2 separate regions of the Zea mays genome follow, and region 1 is linked to region 2. A link is a contact called in public Hi-C data. All regions are on one chromosome and are shown on one strand. Each heading gives the region's core, a stretch centred on a gene start, on an enhancer-like site or on the middle of the called end of the contact. The rest is flanking DNA. Distances are from core to core; before and after follow the strand shown.

The links. Hi-C and Micro-C count contacts between places; a contact is called where the count stands out from the background.
Region 1: a Hi-C map of bundle sheath shows a contact between it and region 2, with 3 times the contacts expected there. The contact joins the promoter of LOC103647263 here to the promoter of LOC100381642 in region 2. A contact is called at or near these places in 3 of 25 Hi-C or Micro-C datasets (bundle sheath, ear and leaf).

What each region holds. Positions count from the first base shown.
Region 1 is chr2:169,729,603-169,735,650 of Zm-B73-REFERENCE-NAM-5.0, reverse strand. It overlaps LOC103647263 (Single-stranded nucleic acid binding R3H protein), which reads left to right and starts at 3,192. Exons shown (of 5, transcript XM_008671815.4): 1 at 3,192-3,710; 2 at 4,258-4,966; 3 at 5,674-6,034. The coding sequence starts at 3,440.
Region 2 is chr2:169,347,815-169,354,642 of Zm-B73-REFERENCE-NAM-5.0, reverse strand. It overlaps LOC100381642 (C2H2-like zinc finger protein), which reads left to right and starts at 2,384. Exons shown (of 10, transcript NM_001174457.1): 1 at 2,384-2,638; 2 at 2,800-2,953; 3 at 3,112-3,248; 4 at 4,238-4,282; 5 at 5,061-5,114; 6 at 5,225-5,329; 7 at 5,411-5,620; 8 at 5,719-5,804; 9 at 5,942-6,816. The coding sequence starts at 2,806. It overlaps LOC100280107, which reads left to right. Exons shown (of 10, transcript NM_001361022.1): 10 at 1-243.

The sequences.
Region 1 (6,048 bases), core at 1,943-4,442, 380 kb before region 2:
AGATGAAGGGCTACGACTGATTGAACCCCCACAATCGATCAAATCAATTCTATTTCTCGTTTTACTTATGCATTAGGAGTAGTTCTAGTTTAGCTCTAGATTAGTTTTCCGTACCCCAAATTCTTCGTTTCTCTTCGGCTCTACGTCGATTAGAGGTGTCTAGGGTGGTCTGCCGACCCTAGACGAAGCCTAGGATCTCTCCTCCCCGACGGGGTCCCTCTCGGGAGCGAGATTCAGGCGTCGCCGGCGAACTCCGGTGCCCCTACGCACGCGCGGGCCGTCCGGCCTCTAGGCACGGACCGTCCGGCAGGGAACCCGAGCCCTGCACCAGGTCGCGGACTATCCGACCCCTGGCTGCGGACCGTCCGCACCTGTGCAGAGAGCACTGCAACATGTTCTCAACACAGTGGCACCAATACTCTCGTCCGCCACAACTGCTCACGATACATGTTTTCCATCATATGTCCACCAATCAAACCTAATTAATCTAAACCCTAAAGAACCACAGGAAGCAATATATATATATATATATATATATATATATATATATATATATATATATATATATATATATATATATATAGGGCAGGTATAACGGGAGCCCTGGGCTTCCAATAGTTAAAAGAAGCCCAGGCCGACCACCCTGCAACATGGTTGAACACAACGCGCCGACTCAACCAGGCTGTTGGGTGCGCCACCCGCCCCATACGCGCAAAAAAAGAATGAATGCATGAGTCAAACACGTTCCTTGCATGCGCGTAAATTTAGGAAAGATATGTGTGGCGATTTCTATTTTTAAATGCTTTATTTACTCCATAATTTTAAGTTCGCTGTAACAGCCATGCAGCTAGACTCGTAAGGACTATTTTATGACATATACTGATACTAAATATGCTACATTGTGTAGATAATTATGCAATTAGGTATACTGCATAAAAATCTATTACCAATTGCATGCGCACGAATTTATGATGGAAAGAATGTGCAATGAAAGGAAATGAATTGCACGCATAAAAATAAAAAAATATATTTAATGTTTTATTTCCTTCATAAATATAGGATACCTTCAACAGCCATGCAGCTAAACACATTATAACTAGTTTATCATATATACTGATACAAATTATACTACACGGTGTAGGTATTTATGCAATTCGATACACTGCGTAAAAAATCTGGCATGTTGTTCACTGGTGGACGTATCTCCGGGTTGGAGCGTAAAAAGTTTAAGTTTTAAGCATAAAATTCCTCAATTATAAGCGTAAATACCGAGCCAATGTGAGAGGTTGATAGCTCTAGTAGGTTGTTATTATGATCCTATTTTTATGGCAGATCCGAAAAACATGGCAGCCGCATGCATGCGGTTTATATTTTTATACAGATCCAAAAATTATGGCAAAATGCATGCATGAGCCAAGCATGTTTCCTTGCATGCGCATAAATTTAGGAAAGATATGTGTGTCGGTTTCTATTTTAAATTCTTTATTTCCTCCAAAAATTTAGGATCGCTGCAACAGCCATGCAGCTAGACTCGCAATGACCATTTTATGATATATACTTATACTAAATATGCTACACTGTGTAGATAATTATGCAATTCGGTATACTGCGTAAAAATCTGTTACCAGCTGCATGCACATGAATTTATGATGAAAAGAATATGCAATGAAAGGAAATGAATTGCATTCATAGAAACAAAAAATCGCATTTAATGTTTTATTTCCTTCATAAATATAGGATCTCTCTAACATCTATGCAGCTAAACGCATTAGAACTAGTTTATGATATATACTGAAACAAATTATATTACACTGTAGGTATTTATGTAATTCCTTACACTGCGTAAAAAATCTGGCATGTTATTCACTGGTGGACAAATCTCTGGGTGGAGCGTAAAAACCTTAAGTTTTGAGTATAAAATCCCTCAATTATAAGCGTAAATACCGAGTCAATTTGAGAGGTTGATAGCTCTAGTAGGTTGTTATTACGATCCTATTTTTATATCAGATCCGAAAAACATGGCAGCCGCATGCATGCGGTTTCTATTTTTATACAAATCCAAAAATTATGGCAAAAATCGTGGGAGTTTCCATTGCATGCGCGCAAATTACGAACAACATAAATTAAGGAATTGTCTTTCCAATGTGCATGCAGTAAACTGATATACGAACTCCGTGTTCAAGCATAAAATCGTACAATTTTTAGCATAAATAATACATGTGATAGGCATAAAACACAATAATCGAAAAGAAACTGCGCCGGATCGGAAGATGTCACGCACGATCATCGCTGCGCGCATCTCATGCCTTCCGTGACGCCGCTCGCTCGAACATCGCGTCTCATGAGTCGTCGTCGCTACTCGCACGTTGACGGGCGTCGCTTGCTCGCCGGCTTTGGAAGTGCCGCCTCCTCGAGGCCTCGGGGACGCCGCCGTTTGCCCGCACAAGGGCACCGCTGTCGCTCGCCCTCTGGATCGGGGAGCCGCCGCCACCGACCTGGGAACCGCCGCCACTACTCCAGATCGAGGAACCTCCGCCACCGCGCGTCGAGGTCATGGAGTTGCGGCCACCGGCTGGGGGTCCACCGCCGCGCACGCTCTAGGGCAACCGTCGTCGTCGCACGCGGCGTCGCTAATGAATCAGGGTGGAGCGTAAAAAACTGAACCCTACCACTCCCGATCCTGTTTTATAGACGTCTGGATGTGGTCCGGCTCGACCGGATTGCACCGTCCGACCTGGACTTCCTCTAGTTATTGGAAGCCCAGAGCTCTTAATATATATATATATATATAATAAATAAATCAGTGAGACACCATACATTGCTCTTCAAGTTGTATAGACCGAAACGAAGCTTTCAGACTCGAAAACGAAGATTGGAGTCCGTTGGGAGATATGGAAAACGAAGGAAATGAGGAAGAAGAAGAATGGTCGGGAGTAGCTCTCGCCCAGGGAAGTAGGGGATTTATTAAGGCTGCCTAGCTCGGCTCTAAGATCTGTGACGTCGAGCTAGATCATGTCAGCCGCTAGCGTGTCCCTTTGTTCGATGCATGGCTTATGATGCCGATATGTGTTATCTCCACGATATGGTCTATGATATCGAGCAAATAGTCAAAAACACTATTAAGTCGTTCAGGGGGCAAACATGATTTTTCCCCGAAAAAAGAGCTAAAAAATCGGCCTCATCAGCGCACATGGTAATACCGCAAGGGCAACATCGTAACTTCACTGCACACCCTATCCTCCCTCGCCTTCGCCTAGATTCCTATCTCCACCGCGTTCGGGTTCCTCCCAACACCTGCACCGCAGAACCAAACCCTAGCTGCGCTTCCTCCTCCAGATCCCGGCGCCCCGGCCCCATGGCCGCCCTCGTTTCTAGCTCCAGCTTCTCCGCCCGCCGTCCCTCCGCTCTCTAGCTCCGGATCGCACGCGCACGTAAAGACATGGAGCCCGCAGCCGAGGACGCCGCAGCCGCTGCGCCGGACTCGTGGGAGACGGCCGACATAGACGGGCCCATGAGTCGGCTCATCCTCTCCGCGCGACGCGTGTCCTCTTCGCCGGACTTCGCTGACGACCAGGACCCGCCCCAGCCGCCGCCCACACTGCAGCCGCAGGGCGCGCCTTCGGCTCCCTCAGATGCGCGCGAGGATGTGGTAGCCCAGGTCGATCAGTTCCTACGAGAGGCCCTCGAGAAGCCAAGGGAGAGGCTTTCTGGTAAAATTAACGCCTCCTCCGCAGTTAGTTTACCATTCCATTTGTTTGTTATGCGTTAACTTGATTGGGCGACAAAAATGTTAGCTTAGAATTCGTGCAGAGTGTTCCTTGCTTGTTTTGAGATGTGCGCAGGCGGCTAGCTGCTTTATTCATAGGGTACATGTATTCTTGGTCTTAATTATATACTGTGTGCTATCTTTATGTACTTCATCCCTTATGGCTTGCCACTATAGTGAGGTATCTGGAAAATGTGACTGGTGTTTTCCATACAGTTTATGTCCTTTTCACCTGTGCAAACATGCTGGTCCCATGGGATAAGAGATTTTGTACAGCCATCAGATAGTAAAATCCCGTTCCGAAAATTATGAATTGCAAGTGTTTGTTCCAAGCAGCTTGTGCATCTGATGGTCGCGTGGTTCTACTATTTAACCCAATTATCACCAACTGGAACTTTACATTTTGACTGTTCCATTGCCTAATGCTTTAATATTAATCGACAAAATACGCCTAGTCCTTGTATTTGACCCCAGTCTATTCCTTTCTGCAGTGCTAAGAATGGAGCAAGAAATTTTGAAGTTCATTCATGACCCTAGTCGTACAGAGTATGAATTCAATGGCCTTCCAACTTCGTATCTGCGTCTTGCTGCACATCGCCTGGCGCAGCATTACTTCCTGCAGTCCATTGCCATACCAGACAACAGTTTGCCTGATGGAACTGGTTCACGTATCATCCTCCGTAAGACAACATTCGACTGCCGACTGCCTGCTGTCCGCCTTGCAGATATTCCAGTTAACCTGCCACAAGAAGACATCTCTGTGGCGAAAGTAGCTATTAAACAGAGGCCTCAAAAGAATTTACATGGCATGAACAGCTCAAGTGCTCACTCTTCTAGAGACAACCTCCAAAAAAGCGTCGAAGAAAGAAAAGAGGAATACAACAAGGCACGAGCGCGGATATTTAACAACAGCAATAGCAGTACTGCTACTGATGAGAGATCAGCTGAGGAAGTGACTTTACCCAGTACTCTTCACAGGTCCACTTCCTTGGAGTTGAACTCAAGCAATAGAATAGGTCAAGGGGCTGAAATTACTCTTGAGAGGAGCTTGACTACCACTTCAGCTAGCAGCAGGTCAAATAGAAGCAAGATTGATAAGGAGCCTGCAGTCAATAGAAACAAGCAGAACAATAGGGTTGCAATTTTCAGAGATCGTGAGTCAGAGCGCAAGGATCCTGATTATGACAGAAGCTATGACAGGTCAGTTTCTTTTGTCGTAACACATCTCTTTGATGCTAAACTCTTAGCACACCGTAGACAGGAAATCTTTTATGGCTATTTTTACCATGCTTCTGCTCCGTAGTTTCTTATGCATTGTATGAAGTTCTTCATTTGACTATCGTCCAAAACTTTCAAGTCAACTGAAAAATATCAGTTTGATTGCTAATGATGGGATCCTAGTGAAGCATGGCAATAAGAGGATTCTTTCTTTTTATAGTAAACACTAAATCTTGTGATGTACTCCCTCCGTTCCTAAGTCTCCAGCGTATTAGTCATCTGCACAGTGACCAAGGAGCGGCAAAGGAGCGCCGATATGCTTTTACTCGCAGTCTTTTTAACCATGCACTTTCGAATAAATCTGCATGCATGCATGCATGCTCGAGAAACTAAAAATACGGAAGGACCAGCAAAGGAGTGTATTAGCCATCTGCTGATATGCATGCATGCTCGAGAAACTAAAAAGACGGAAGTACCACCTAATACGATGGAGATTTTTGAATAAATCCAATTTGCTTATACGATGGAGACTTAGGAACGGAGGGAGTACTTATTTTCTATGCAGTTGGTTAAGCTAGTTCAGAACTTCAGGTTAAATCATTAAATGATGTTTTTTTGTGTTCTTGTTCAATGTGGTAGACATACTTGATCAGTAGAAATTATTTACTGGCCATGAGTGACTTGTACAGGTATATGCAAAGATTTGATCCTGGATTTGGATTTAGTGGAGGCCCATACACAATTCAACCCCTCTATGCCCCTGCTGTTAACTACAACACCGAATTCCCCCAGCTTGGGTCAGCACACCGATCACCTGTTGCTGTCGAACAGCAACCTCGTCCAATAGCTCAGCACATGCCTGCATCATGGTCAGTGGCTCAAGCATCTAATGCAATTGGCTATGGGCCAGATGGTGTCATGGGACCTTACAGCCCTGGTGCACCTGTGAGATCGTCTGTTTTCATGCATGCTTCACAGCAATATGCTATACCTTCTCGCCCTGGAGTCCCATTTGCACATCCACAGGAATCAATGGGACCATTTGCACAGGTCTGTATGCGCAT
Region 2 (6,828 bases), core at 1,135-3,634:
ACAGTAGGGGTAGCTAGTGATTCTTCTTGTGATTAGATATAGATAAGCAAAAATCTAAGAATTGATGTGCATTACTAGAATATAAGTATTCAGGGGTAGTACAGTAGAGAAACAAGAGATGGAGCAGACAGAAATCATGCTACATATGAAGCAGCAATTGGTTAGCCAAGATGATGATGGTGCACGGTTATTTTTTGGGAAATCTGCACCTACTCATGTTCAGTGTCCCTTGCAGGATGCAGAAATATTATGTGTATATTGGTAGACGGTAATATAAATCTGACTATGCACGTTTTGTTCAAGATTTATTACACGAAACGGTACTGCTGATGCATGTTCCTTGAATTAATGGTGTGAGAAAGAAGTGTCAATCATCAGCGAAGAGTTTTTTTTTTTCAAAAGAAAAAAACTGTGAAAATGGACAAGGTGAGGTGGATGAACTGGTATTCTCTAAAAAATTCTTGCAATAATTAAATCTTAAAAACAAGCTCAACCTCACTCCAATGACTAAAGTGTTCACAAAGAGCCTAGTATACCAATTCAAACCTTATACATGGCAATACTTGATGTAAATATTCAAAGTAAATTGCTTAAATGTAATAGCAGAAAGTAAAGCAAGGGTTCATAAGACATCTTAAGTTTTTGTTGAGGTATTAAAGAGTCAACATTCTTCACTAGTTCTCGTTGCAGTATCCGCGCAAGGTATCGTTCTCACTTAGTTCGTGCAACACTCAAGTTGGGGTCACCCACAAATTCTTCGGGTGATGACTGCACTTCAATCACCACTAAGCTATCTAAATGATGTCGATCATCAAGAGTAACGAGCACTAGATTTTCACTTGACCAAGACAAAGCTAATGTGTGTGGTGGATGCACACAATTCTCTCTCTATTCACTAATAAGATTGCTGCCGTAAGATTAGCACTTCTCAAATCTCCTCACGATGCGAAGGGTCTTCCTTTCTCTTAAAAGGCTACTTATTCTATTAGAAGGGACAAATGCCTCATAATGTTGATATGAAGGGTATAAATAGCTCTAAAAAGTCAAACTAGCTTTGGAACACCACTCATGATTTCCGTGGCACCAGACATGTCCGATGCCAACATTCCCTTTGCATCAGACAAATTGATGCCTCTCTAACAACTAGTTCTAAAACTAGTCGTTACTATGTCTAGTATACAGTGCCACAACACCGATGCAACACGAACATGTATGGCGAGTGCAACACAAATATAGACACGTTAAACATGCTCTCTGAGTATCATGTCCAGTGCCACATTGGGTGATACACTAGACATGTCAGGTGAATACTTGGGGTCAAATACACAGTTTACATGGCCTCTGGGTGTTCTATCATGTGCATCACTGGACACACTGATGACTTTATATGTGCAAAAGGATTGATTGCAAGCACTTTAGGTGCTATGTTTGGTGTCATATATCAGGTGCACACCAGACACTTTGGCGAGTTTTAGATTCAGTACGGAGCACATTTTCTATCTGGTGTTGTATTCGTTGAAATTGTCCAATTTGTGTGCTTTTCATCTATTTTTTGATTTGATTTCTCCTCTAAACGTCGTATTGGCTATCTTGGGTTATCTAACACTAGTTTTCACAAATGTGCACTACTACACCTATCTAGACTTGATTAGATCAGGTTATCCATCTCATGCCCCCTCTTTATAGTACAATTAAAAGAAAATAAATGTCTAACATCTTCATTATCACTTAAAACTAGTTGATCTTTGACCTTTTCAATTATTATTTTTAAAACCGTTCATTGACTTTGATCAACAAAGACATTAAAATCTTTTAAACCCATTTATCATATATTATTATTATTATTATTTAATTTATCGTATAGCTGCAAAACACACATTGGTTAACATAATCTTATGATATTAATTACTAAAACCAAACGGCCTTTAGATGCTTTCAGCAGACACATATTCCAGATTTCAGCCAAAAAAAGCAGCAGTAAATTTGGAATCAAGTTTCATCAGCTAAGTACCATTAAATCAGTGGCAATTCAATCCATGGATTGAGGGAGCAGGAAGAGGACTGTAGAACAGAAATATATATAAACCTTTGGAGCACCTCAGTGCATGAGCCATGGCAAGGCGGCGCGCATGCAGCAGAACCAAGCGAAGCATGGTGAGGCAGCTGCCACACATCCGAAAAGGGCGTAGCGCCAGCGACGTGAGCCGAGTGGAGATCAGATGCAATTAACCGCGGCTGGAGATCGATGAGGGGGAAGGATTAGTGTTGGTGCGCGGCGAGGGATTTCGTCGAACACTTTGGCAGCGGGGCACGCGGCCTGCCGCAGATCTTGCTGGTCACTGTTCCCGCGATCGACTGGAAAGGTGTGCTAGTACATTTTGTGGGCCTATGTGGTCTGTTGAAAGAGAGGGGAGGAGACAACACAACCCTCGCCCCTCGTCTTCATTCGCTCGTCCGATCAGGAAGGACGGTGGATGAAAAAGCGCCCTGCACGCCTGAACAATCGGCATTATTGTTCACTATCTCCTTTTGTTTTCCCTCTCCCGTTCATCTCTCTCCTCTTTGGCCTTCCTTTCCTTGCGACGACGACTGGGACGAGCGCCCCCCGCGCTTCTGCAGGCGAGCACCCCGCCACCAGGTACGCCCGCCCCCCTTCTCTCCCTTTCCCCCTGTGCGAAAAACCGAGCGCTCCAAGCCCTGATGTAAATTTGGATCTGGATCAGTTATTACAAGTGTATACGTGATGCCTACAGTAACTTTGACAGATTGATTTTTTTTTTACCGCACCCCTGTGTGCAGTCGGAGATGAACGCGTCCAGGAAATCCAGCCATCTCTCCAGCAAGGACAGTGCAGAGACCGCGAGGGATATCATCACCACGTCCGGCCAAATCCAACCCCTCAAAATCCCGGACGCTGTTGCTGCGCTCGCACAGGCTGCTGCAAAGGCAAATGGTGAGACCGAGAAATGTATGTCTTTTCAGAAATCTGGTATTCGTTTCAGTTGTGATGATATAGGCAGGCAGCTCCAGTAGGTGTTGTTGGATAGGCAGAAGAAATTCCCCTTCTCAGCAATCTAAACCTGTATGCTTCTTTTCCCTTTTGATCTCCAGATCTTCCAGGGTGGCCGTTGTTCTCGCCTCCTAAGGTGCAGTTGGACAAGTGTACCAAGTGCTCCAGAGAATTCTGTTCTGCAATCAACTTCCGGAGGCACACACGTGTTCATCGTAGATCCCTCAAGATAGATAGGGTATGTGATTTGTGCTTGTCTTTTTCCTTCCAATTCTGTACCAACTTGCTTGCCATAGTAGTTAGACAGATGGGGGAAGTATGGTGAGGCAGGTGAGCTGCATGTCTTTCTAAATTAACAAGGTAGGAAGTCGGCCTTGAGCTTTTGAGCCTGTGACCTTGGTCATCACACCAAACTGCTTCAACAGCACATACCTGGTTTTTGCGATGACGTGGGTATTTATATTTTCATAACGCATGATCCATTTAACAAGTCATCAAGTTGTGAATTGGCTTGCTTCCCGAGTCAAAATTTTTATCGTTGTTCATTTCCTTTTCTAATGTTGCTGAAAGACTAGCTGAACCATAATTTCTATGGATTCTTATGGGTCGCTGGTCGTAGTTTCTATTTTTATGATAAGTACCCTTGTAAGAATTATGGCTTGTATGAGTCTTCTTCCACCTTTCCTTCTATACAATGATACCCTGCTCTCCTGCTAATTCAAGGGGAAGAAAAAGACTAGCTGATTTACCTTTACCTATCTGTGTGAAGAACATTTTTTTTGTTCGTTCGAGACACATCACTAGTTGGATAACCCGCGTCTATGATGATGCCACATCAGATATTACCCACGTCTATGATGAGGCCACATCAGATATAACCTGACCATTCAAAATGAGACTTTTCACTTTTAGTATATGAAATTTGGGATATCCAGAACTCAGCTGTCTGATAATATATAGAAAGTTTGTACAACAATCTAACAGTAATCACAAAATTGCTAATTAATATCTTGAATTATTGAAAGCCTTCAGTCCCTGTATAACATTAATCTTTTTCCCAGTTATACTAGTTTTAACATCTTTATACAACTATAATCGGTGGTAAAGTGTTTGTTGACTGTTGTCATACTGAACTTCATTTATTTTACATAGTCATTTTTCCCTATGAATCTGCTTCTCTGTCACATTGTCATACGTTGGCATGCCATATTTGTTCATGCTCTGCAGGATTTTCCAAAGAATAGAGACCTTCTCGCTGCATTCTGGAATAAAGTAAGTTATGTTCAACAAATTGCTTCTTACTCTGCCAATTTCCTGAACTTGCTTTAACCGTGATCACGTATTTATGTAGTATTTGAAGTAACTTGCTTACAGGTTATCGATTTGTTATTCTTTTTTTTAAACTACACAGCAGAGTTGTGTGTCATTTCATTAAGGTAGGAAAAGATAGTACAACAGACTGTGGAAAGGCCCAACACAGAAAACTAAAAACACCACTAGAGCCACAAAACAGTGAAGGAACTAGACCAAAAGATCACCAGCGCCTAAGCTGCTGTGATCAATGACCTTATCCAACAGAACATTCGCCACTGGGATCAACGACCTCAATAGGAACTCGATGAGGCTTGACGCACCCGCTGCGCACCATAAACCACACTCATTCCTAATGGTTTGAAGTAAGACAAGAATGCTAGGTTGAGCCCCCTCAAAAACACAAGAGTTCTTGTGCTTCCAAACCTCCCAAGACACACGAAGGTTGTAGATTTGTTATTAAGTTTTTAAAGGAAACTGTACATGTTATTTCTTTGTTACATTTCATGTAAAAGGATATGTATGGGTTTCTACAACTTTTGGTCTGGTTTTTGTGAATTATCTTTACATCGTGATTCGTGAAGTATATCTAGATTAGTGCATTATCTTGTTTATTTAAGTATCCCTTTATACATTACAAATTACAATTTGGTTTTGTTTTGCGCCTAGGCTTTGTTTTTGTTGTTGTTGTATGTGCTGAAAAAATGCTCATAGCTTGGAATGTTTTTGTTCTCTTTAGCTCACTGTGGATGATGCCAGCAAAATTTTGTCCTTGACAGGTGTTGTTATTGAGGCAAGTATTGTACTACTAGATTGTTGATTTGAATTTTCCAGATAACATGCAACATATTTGAACCTGTTTCCATTTCAAATCAGTAACTGGGAATGTAAATACATTTTCAGGGTGTAACTGGTTCATCAATTTTGACAGCACTGTCATCATGGATGTGTAAACCAGGGTATGCTTCGTTGCCAGTTGCATATGCCAGAGCTGGCAGTGAGCTTCTGGTAAGGTTTTTAAATTACCTTTTCCTGACCTATGTTGTGCATTTAGAACCCAGCATCATATGTTTCTTTTGTTCTTTACAGGATCTAATTCAAGCAAAGCCTTCAATGCATCTGCCTGTTTCATCGGATGAACTATTTAGTTTGCTCGATGAAGCAAGTGAAAAAACATTTCTTTGCACAAATACAGCTGCTTGTATACAGAAGTTTTTATTTGATGGAGAGGTAGAAAAAATTGCAACTGAGTTGAAAAATGTTGTTTCGTGCGCTAGTTACATGCTTGAACAAAAGCTGGTAAGATAGTACTTCTCTTGTGAAAAAGGATATTTTGCATTTACCATTTGTGTATAAATTTGATCAATTTTATTATGCTACTTCAAATTGAACAACAGCTTGAAGCATGGTGTGCTGATAAGACTGCTGAAGCATTAAGATGCCAGAAGTTGCTGGAGGATGAAGAGGAAGCTGCTCAGAAAAGGTTAGCCACTATGCGTGCACTATATAACTCAAAAGCTAGCAAACCATGTCGAGATAACTTAATTATTGTATAAATACACCATCATTTTTTAAAATTTTGAGGTGGAATCGGTTTAAATTTTCTTCTATATCTTGAAGGCAAGCCGAACTGATGGAAAGGAAGCGGATGAAGAAACTTAGGCAGAAAGAACAGAGGTTAAAAAACCTCAAGGATGAGGATGCGACAGTTCAGTCACCTGAAATCATGGATGATGCGACATGTTCTACTGCCATTCAAAGTGTGAATTCCATTTATGATCCTGACTGTTTTGAGCAAGAAGAATCGCAGTATCTTCAATTTCCAGCACTAATTACTTTGGAAACTGACAATGATTTTAATGTGGACCTACCAGTAGAAGATATCAGTTGTGATTTGGGGCCTGAAATGGATAAAGGTGTTGTATTAAGGCAACAAGTTGTTTCAAGGCATCATTTAGGCAGAACGGAGAAGCTTGCTGAAAGTAGCATTTTATCTGGTTCCGTAGTTACTTCAAAGCATGCAGCTTTAGCAAGGCCTTCAAATTACAAGGATCCAAATGTCTGTTCTGCACCAAGTAGAAACAAAACTTGTGAATTGAAACTACGGTCTGAGATTGAAGAACAGTGCCAAAAACATGAGTTAGATGTAGATGAACGTGGCATTGGTCCTAGCAAAAACTCTCGTGTGCTAATAGGATCTATAATTGTCGCAATTAAAGATTGTAGTGAACACTTGCTGGACTTAGGTTCCAAGAATGACCCAGTACCTCCCAATGTAAAGACAAAGAAACATGCATCAGTCAAGGTGGTGCAACAAGTTACCCATGAGGGAAACAGAAATGAAGGTGTTCCTGATAGTGATAACCGTTCTAGCCTCAGTGTTACTACAGATGAAATCAGTTATTCAACCTGCTGCGATGCAGATTTGGCAGTGGATGAACATTTACAATGCACCACGTTTTCCAGTGAAGAAGCGACAGCCTTTCTTTCTCAAAGTAAACATCTTG